2 separate regions of the Sus scrofa genome follow, and region 1 is linked to region 2. A link is a contact called in public promoter capture Hi-C data. All regions are on one chromosome and are shown on one strand. The core of a region is the stretch at or near the end of the contact, and the rest is flanking DNA. Distances in the headings are between cores, read along the strand shown. Region 1 holds the start of WDR3 (WD repeat-containing protein 3). Region 2 holds the start of TBX15 (T-box transcription factor TBX15).

Region 1 (4,210 bases), core at 542-3,041, 960 kb after region 2:
TTCATTATTTATCACAGGATATTCAATATAGTTCCCTGTGCTTGACAGTAGGACCTTATAGTTTATCCATTCTATATATGCTAGTTCGCATCTAACCCGGCCATTGGATCAATTCGTTTCCATTTCCTCTTACTCCTCCAGCCCTATAACTGGTTTCCATGGAGTCTTTGGCTACTTACCACAGTATTTTCCTTGGAGATTAGGCCCAGGGACTCCACATCTCTATTCAGTCCTCCCCACATGTGTGAATACTAATTATCAATTTCAAGAATTTATGAAGACATCCTCATCCAAATATCTTGCAATATCACTCTTAAACATGTATAAAGTCATGCCCAACCTGCTTCCTGAACCCTACTCATTTTTTTCTGACACTAAGACACACAGCTCTCCAACCTATTGGGATCACAGCCTTGTCATAATTTTTGGCTAATTAATATTATTTAAGCAGCCAACGCTTAAAGAGTGCTTACTATATGCTACCTAATACATTAAATGTATATAACTGAGTAAACACATAGTTCATTACATATAGTAATTAAGTTAATTAAGCGAGTTAATATATGTAAACCACTTTAAAAAAGCATCTAGCATACTGTAAGAGTATAAAAAAAAATTCACAATAACCTTGCAAGATAGGTGCGTTACTACCTGCATTTTACAGATTAGGAAACAAGGCACATAGAATGAAACAGCTAGCCCAAAGTCATTCAGCTGGTTTTAAGTGCCAAAGCCAGATTACAATCCCGTCAAACTCCAAATTTTCTTCTTTAAACCACTAAACTACTTCTCTTACCCTCTGTCCTGTCTGAAGTAGGATTCTTTTCCCTCTTTCCACAACTTTCTGTTCCAGTGGCTTAATCACTGGGTTCCTGCACCAATTTTCTATGCAGCACCACCGCCTCCAGGTTTTTCATTTAAAAGTCGTAATACGACCTAATTTTATCAGATGCACTATCCCAAAGCCCTTGAAAAAGCGAAACTGTTTTCAGTTCCCCCAAACTCAACCCATTTATCCCTCTTTATTTCTCACATAACCTTTCTCCTGTCAGGCTAGTTGGTTACCCTCCTTGTGCTGTGCCTTGCCTTCATGATATTCCTCTCCTATCTACCTATTTTAATTAGTGTTATCCTCTGAGGCCCACTTCCCTCGGGACTAGTCTAATTCCTGAAGCTTTTCCAATGCTTCAGTACTTCAATGATCTTCCATATAACTTGGAACTGGTCACTTGTATCTAACGTGCACAGATCTCGACGCTTTTTGGATAGCGCTCACGAGATAACGCTACTCTGAGCCCCTAACATCCATGCTTCCTAACCCACAGCCCCCCAAAACATGCTTCTATGATGCGCTGCAAGGCTGGGCCGCGGTAACAAACCTGTCAGACGCCCCTAAACCACGACTTCAGTCAGGAGAGAGTGAGGTGGGGATTCCTCACACCCACCACGCTGCGGGAGCATCCTCTGGCGAGCATTGCAAGCCCCGGGTCAGCCAGCTCGACACCGCACGCGCCAGCCTCAGGCTCCGCAGACGGCCCCCCGGGACAGCAGTGAAGCGCTCGCAGTAGCTCAGGTTCCCCTCCACCCTAGCTACGGGCCCCCAAATTCCCCTGGCTTGTCTGCTACTGGCACCACGAAGGCCTCAGTCAGGACCAAACAAACCAAAGGAGCGGAGCAAAGACGATCTGCCACCGCGAGACCACTGCACGCACCTGGGCCTCCACGAGGTTCTGGGCTGATTGGACCCGCCCACTGGGCCCACCCCTTCCGGGTCCGCTCCAGGTCCCTCTTCCGCCCAACGTTCCTTTTGCCTTCGAGGGGAAATGACGTCAGAGCAAGGCTCTGATTGGCGGATGCCTGCCGGGAGCGGAAGCCCGTGTTTTGCAGCCCCGGGCTCCCGCGACTGCTCCTTCCAGCCTCTTGGGACTCGGCTCGCGTTTACCACTGAGCTGCTGGCACAGGTTGTCAGGCGATGCGACTCGGCTGCTTTCCACGAGGAACTTAACCCGTCGCACCTGCCGCCCGGATGGGACCGCCAGAGAGCTGTGAGAGGCGGGACGGAGGCTGGAAGGGAGGGCGGGGCAGAGCGGGCCGGGGGAGCGGCGGGAGGCGCACGGACTCGGCCCAGGTTAGGGGTGCGGACCGAGAGGGTTGGTTCTCCTCATTCTTTGCAAAAATGCACCTGCCGTTTCTTTCCCCGCTGTTGGTCAGGTTCCTCTGGTCCGAGGGGCTGTCGGGGACGAGTTACCCACCAGAGGATATACAGTAGGTAGACCCGGGCATTAGGACAGTGGTGCTGGAGTCACTGGGGAGGCGCGCACCTTGGAGTGCAGGTGAATTAGGGCGGCCGGGAGCCCTGGAGTTATATAACCCCAGAGTCGAATTTTTGGGGTCGCCTGTGTGGACTGGGCGTTCCACCGACCGAGAGCAGCTAGAATCAGAGCTGGGTAGGCAATGAGCCCAGGATGCTGAGTTGTCTGGATCCCTGCAGTCCCTGGAGTGACATTGGTCTGGCTTTCAGTTTCCGCTCCTTGGCCGCTTGAGGGGGAAGTGACCGGAGCTGACTCCTCCTTGCTTGGTAATGGTAATTGAGGCTTTAAGTGCTCTGTCACCAAGTGGGCTTTTTTCTCTTTTGCAGTTTCTGTCCGATCTTATTCTTGAACTGCATAGAAGTGTTCACAAAGGAGTTCTGATGTCTGTAGCTGTGAAAAATTAAAGCTAACATATAACAGTATAGAAGAAATAAGCCTCTGCCTTCACTTATTGTATGATAGCTGCAGCCAGCCCTGAAATAAGACTTCTATCTATAGTATCCGATTTTCTTTAAGCGTTGAGTTTTTAAGACATGTTCAGCTAGTCTTCTATATTCAAGAAAATTGCAATTGTAAAGAATGTATATGATCAGATGAAAGTAATTGTAACTGTTTAGGTATTTGAAAAAAGATTACTGCGGGTTGGATGAATGGTTAAGGGAGGAAATTGTGACAACAGACTATTATTTCAGTAAGTTTGGTGGTGGAAAGGAGAACTTAGGTGAGCGTGTCTGGTTAATATCTCATAGTTAATGTGAATTGTATTATATAGATGAAAAATGCGTATATATGAGAAAAACTTTGCTTCGGTAGAAAACTTTATAGTCTAGATTCCATCTTGAAGACACCCCTTGAATTACTGATTTAAGAAAGCTATTTAAATACTGTCAGTACTAAAACAATTTTTTCTATAGACACAAAAATTCTGTCCCCTTAGAGGCTCAGTGGAAGTTTTGTCATGAGTGCATTCATTTCAGTATTCTTGGCCGATTAATGTGTCTGATTATGTAATTCCCTTTTTCTACTCTCTGGTTTCTTTGTGAGTTAAATAAAATTTTGAACCATATTCTTTTTGCATTTTAAGTCATGGTTTTACCTTTCAAAAAAATTAACATTATTAAATAATATGGCAGTATAGCAGAAATTGACAGAACATTGTAAATAAACTATATTAAAAATCTTTAAAAAATAAATATTATGGAAAGGAACAACCACAAAGGGAAAAAATAATTTTATAAAAATTGCTATAAGAGGAACTGTGAGTGCTAAGATAATGCATCTTATAAATTCCCAATACACTGTTTCAAGAGCATAACCCTAGTTTCTTGTTTCAAAATTGCTTAATGTATTAATATTATCAAAACATGGTAAAGTTCTTTTATATGAGGTGGTATTATCAACTCACCGTTAGAGCATGTGCTTTGGATGTTTTTGAATGACGGTGTTAAATTTGACCTAGTCCATTAACACAGAACTCTTTTCTTGATATGTTGACATGTTTGACTGCTTCAGTTTGTTTTTCCATTTAAGTAACTTGCTTAAAAAAAGGTCATTCTTTCTATTTGCATAGGATGATTCTTAAATATAATACGTCTGGCATTGGGATACAGATATTGTATCCAGAAGTTTTAGATATTGACAAAGACATAGAGTGGTAAACCTATAATTTATGCAAAAACAATGAGATAGAGCTTGTAATTAATGGAGGTTAAAAGTGTGGATCAGCTTTCTTTGTATTTTTAACTAGGCCTAGGTAATCTAAGTATTTTGAAGAACAAGAAAACAGATTTAAAGTTCTCTTTAAACAGACAAACATCAGGTGTTTTGAGACAGTGAGCTAACATGTTCTGCCTGATTCTGCCTTGTTTTTTTTGCCTTTTTCTTGAGCCGCTTCCACA
Region 2 (3,918 bases), core at 424-2,923:
GATGCAGGATGTTGAAGGCACTGCCCATTTTTCTGTTTGACTCTTGGACATGTGTGTATGGACACTTACATCGTGCAGGCCTTCTGGACATGCATCTAGGTGCTGGGTAACTAAAACGTTCTCTTTTTGAGAACGTTTTATGACCTCAGGAAGGGTGCATGGCCTGTGCTGCATCAATTTCGCAAACAAACCAGGTCTGTGAGAGAAGAGAAAGCAAGAGGCTACCAGGGAGATGGGACATGCAGGCGATGGGGGAGGAGGAAAATGCTGGGAAAGAACAGAGGCCGCCCCATTGCTAGTCTATCTGGGCTGGTCCTGGCAGGCTCCAGCCAAGGGCAGTAATCGCAAGCCAAAAGAGAGGTTTAAGCCACAGGGGAAGCTAACTGTGTTCCTGGCCTGCCGTTTCTCCAGCTCCTTTGCTGAAGCCTGGGAGTGTTGAATGCCTGGTCACTTTCGGTGAGGTCGGCCTAGAAGCAACCCTGAGCGGTGACTGAGGTGCAAAGCCCTTGGCCTTGCCACTCCTCCTTTTGCCTGGCAACTCAATGGCCCGAAGGGCTCAGTGCCCCATCCCAGTGTTTTTGGAGTGCTGCTTGGGACCCTCAAGCCTGGGATGCAGGCTCCTGGAATGCCCTGGAGACCAAGCCTTGCTGAATTATACTCATCCAGTGGCTTTTCCATTATTCTTTCTGCATTTGCTGTGCCAATCGCTTCCTCTTCTCCAGGCTGGAGCCCAATTTGAGCGAGCTCCAAAAATGGCCTTTTTTGCTCTCTTCCAAAGAGTCCCAAGGTACCTTCAGGCCACTGGGCCCAGCTGTTACCTCCAGCACTAGAGCACATCCAACTGTAATAGCAAGAACTAGCTTCCCACAGCCCCTCAGTGGTCAGGAGGGAAATGTGCCATTTCAGAGGTCCAACAGGCTCTCCATTCTTGCCCCAAGGTGCAAGGACTGATGAGCCCTCATTCTTGGGGAGTCTGTGACACACCTTGGGCCCCCCTTTCCCAGGCTTTCAAGTTCAGGCCCTGCCCACAGCCTGAGTGTTGAGGAGACTTGCCTGCTGGGGCCTCTAGATCTGTCGTTCGCACCAGGGAGCTCTCTTTCCTGCCTCTTTGAGCAGGGATAGAAGCGTCTTAACCAGGGCGTTGGGAAGATCGAGCTGCGGCTCAGCCGTCGCCTGCGAAATCCGAGACCTTTTTCCAGCTTGGCAGGATCAACTTCTTGGCCCCTCTGTACTGGCCGTGCACTGGTCTGCGCCCCAGGGTCTTCTTCCGCAGCACAAGACCAGACCTGGGAGAGGGGTGTGGGGAATCCGAATGACCAAAAGTGTTGGATTTAAGTTCCTTAGAAACCTCTGATGACTGCAGTGTCCTGAAAGATTTTTTTTTTTTTTTAAAGGGTGGAGGGAGGATCAGTGGGGCGGAGAGAGCCGGGCTCCAGAGGTGATCGGATTTGAAGGGAATTTTGAAAAGCTCCTTCGCCGCTGTCAAAGTTCCTCGCTGCCCTCGCCCATACCCTCTCGGTGGGTTCTCCAGAGCAAGCGCCCCGAGCAGGCGAGGCTCGGCTTAGCATCCACGCCGAACGGAAGGAGAGCGTTTGCTGTGTGCGGGCCCAGTCTGGATCCGCCTACGGAGCGCGCGGTAAGCCGGGTGCCCACTGCCGGCCTCTCGCGTTGAGGGCGCTACGTCTACCAGGTAGAGCTGGAAGGAGGAAGCGATCTTTAAATTTTCAATTACAAGGCCCTGGATAGTAATGAGGCTTTTTTGTTTGTTTGTTTGTTTCGTTTTGCCTTAACCAGAGTTGCTTAGAAATCGTTCGACAGGAAAGGACCTGTGTAGCGAAACCCCGGAGGAATGAGCAGATCTAAAGGCATCTGGGGTCAAGCGCGAGATTATCAGAGTCGTTTTCCGGGTGTATTTGGGCAGGTTGACATTTTGTCAGAGCCCCCAAGTTCCAGATCCACAGTTAAAATTCCCGATCCATAGCTAAAATAGGTCTATGAGACCTAGCAGATTTGGGAGGAAAAGGTACGGATTTGGGGCTTGCAGGAGTTTGTAACGGCACAAGATCAGACCTCTACTTTTAGCTCCCCTCCTTCCAGCGAGGAGCCGTGGGGGGACCGGGAAGCCAGGGGTTAAAGTTGGCCCAGGAGCATCCCGGGGACAACCCGCGCGGAGCCTTGGCCAGAGCCTCAGTCTCTCCCCTCCTCTCATTGGCCCTTGCCGGCAGGGTTTCTCCTGTTCCCTCTTTGCCATTGGTCGGGGGCTGGCTTTTTTTCCCCTCAGTCTTTCTCTTCCTCCCCCCTCCCTCTCCCTCGCCCCTCGGACAGGAGCGCACCGCCTGCCCCCAGCTCCTCGGGAAGGGAGGAATTTAGAAAAAAAAGTTTCCCAGAAATTTGGATCAGAGGAAGGACGGGAAGACCAAGAGAGGAAGAGGGAGAGGGAGGAGAGAAAGGGAGAGGGAGGAGAGAGAATTAAAAAAAAAAAAAGATGAAGTCCAGTCTGCACAGCCTGTGAGCGCCTGCCCGGGTGGGTGGGAAGCAGGACTCGGGCGCTCATGCAGCGAGTGAGCGGCGCTCGGGGCGCTCGTTCCTAGCGGCTGGGGCAGCTAGGGGCGTCGGTCCGAGCCGGCGGTGGCGGGCGGGGGAGGGCGCTGGGGGAGGGTGCCTAGGACCAGCGGAGCCACCGCCTTCAGACTCCACTGCCTCGCTGCCGCCTTTCCCGGGCCCAGCCCGGCGGGCGCTCGGAGCGTGAGGGCTCGGGCTGCTCCCTCAGTAGCGAGGGCGAGAGGGGGCCTGGGTGCGGGCGGCTAAGATGAGTGAAAGGAGAAGATCTGCAGTCGCCCTGAGCTCGCGAGCACATGCCTTCTCCGTTGAAGCCTTGATCGGCTCAAATAAAAAGCGGAAACTGCGAGACTGGGAGGAGAAGGGGCTGGACCTGTCCATGGAGGCGCTGAGCCCCGCAGGCCCACTCGGAGACACGGAGGACGCGGCCGCGCACGGCCTGGAGCCTCACCCGGGTGAGTGCGTAGGGCCAGAACGCGGGAGGCGGGCGGAGAGTGGACGCCAGGCGGCCCGCCGGCGGGGAGAGTGGGGAGGCGAGAGGCCCTGGTCGTGACGCGGTCTGGCTCCAACCCGGGTTTCTTTTCCTTCGCGCAAATGCCTTGAGCCTTCTCCAGATTCGCCCGAACCAATTTGGGGGAACTGGCCTGCGCTTTGCATTTTCGTCTCCAACCGCAAGCAAAGAAGCCTGCATGCTCAAATCCCCTTCTCTTTCTGGGAGCGGAGTGCAGTGTTCACGGCTCCCGCAGCTGAGGGAGCTGCAGGCCCCCGGGGTTAAATGGGGCGCGGATCGAAGGTAAGGGCGGGAGCGGAGAGTCCCAAGGACTGGCACAGAATTCTCTGTCCGACACTCCTGGGGGAATCGCCCAGTTTGTCCTACTTAGCCTTCAATCTCGGTCCTCGTCCTTCCCCCAGCAACTTTTCTGGAACTCAGATTGTTTTGTTTCTCCTGCTCCCAGTGACGAGGGAGCTTATTATGTTTCTACTTCGTTGGCGTTTAAGGAAAGAGGAATGGATGTTACCTCCCTTGCCCCTCGCCCTGGGCCACTTTTCAGGGCCCACATCTCTGCGTAGTTGTGGGGAGCGGTGCAATAACGTGTGTCTCAGAACTGTGCGAATTCCGTGCACACTCTATGCACACAACACGTAAAACACCGGGCGGATGTCCATGTCAACATTTTAACAGAACCTAGGGGTGGGGGGAGAAACAACTTAACGTTTTGTATTAAGTGCCAAGATTTCAACTGTGCAAAACAGCCCCGGGGAACAGCTGTTGTCGGAAGAATCTAGCGCGCGCACACATACACACGCGCGCGCACACACACACTCACTCTCACACACACCACACACACACACACACAC

Evidence for each region. Promoter capture Hi-C pulls out the DNA fragments that hold promoters and counts their contacts.
Region 1: a contact with region 2 is called in a promoter capture Hi-C map of fetal skeletal muscle, with 7 times the contacts expected there. The contact joins the promoter of WDR3 here to the promoter of TBX15 in region 2.

What each region holds. Positions count from the first base shown.
Region 1 is chr4:102,876,845-102,881,054 of Sscrofa11.1, forward strand. WDR3 (WD repeat-containing protein 3) reads right to left here and starts at 1,792. Exons shown (of 27, transcript XM_021089970.1): 1 at 1,713-1,792. GDAP2 (ganglioside-induced differentiation-associated protein 2) reads left to right here and starts at 1,899. Exons shown (of 14, transcript XM_021090826.1): 1 at 1,899-2,045.
Region 2 is chr4:101,917,218-101,921,135 of Sscrofa11.1, forward strand. TBX15 (T-box transcription factor TBX15) reads left to right here and starts at 1,674. Exons shown (of 12, transcript XM_001926903.7): 1 at 1,674-1,690; 2 at 1,795-3,014. The coding sequence starts at 2,810.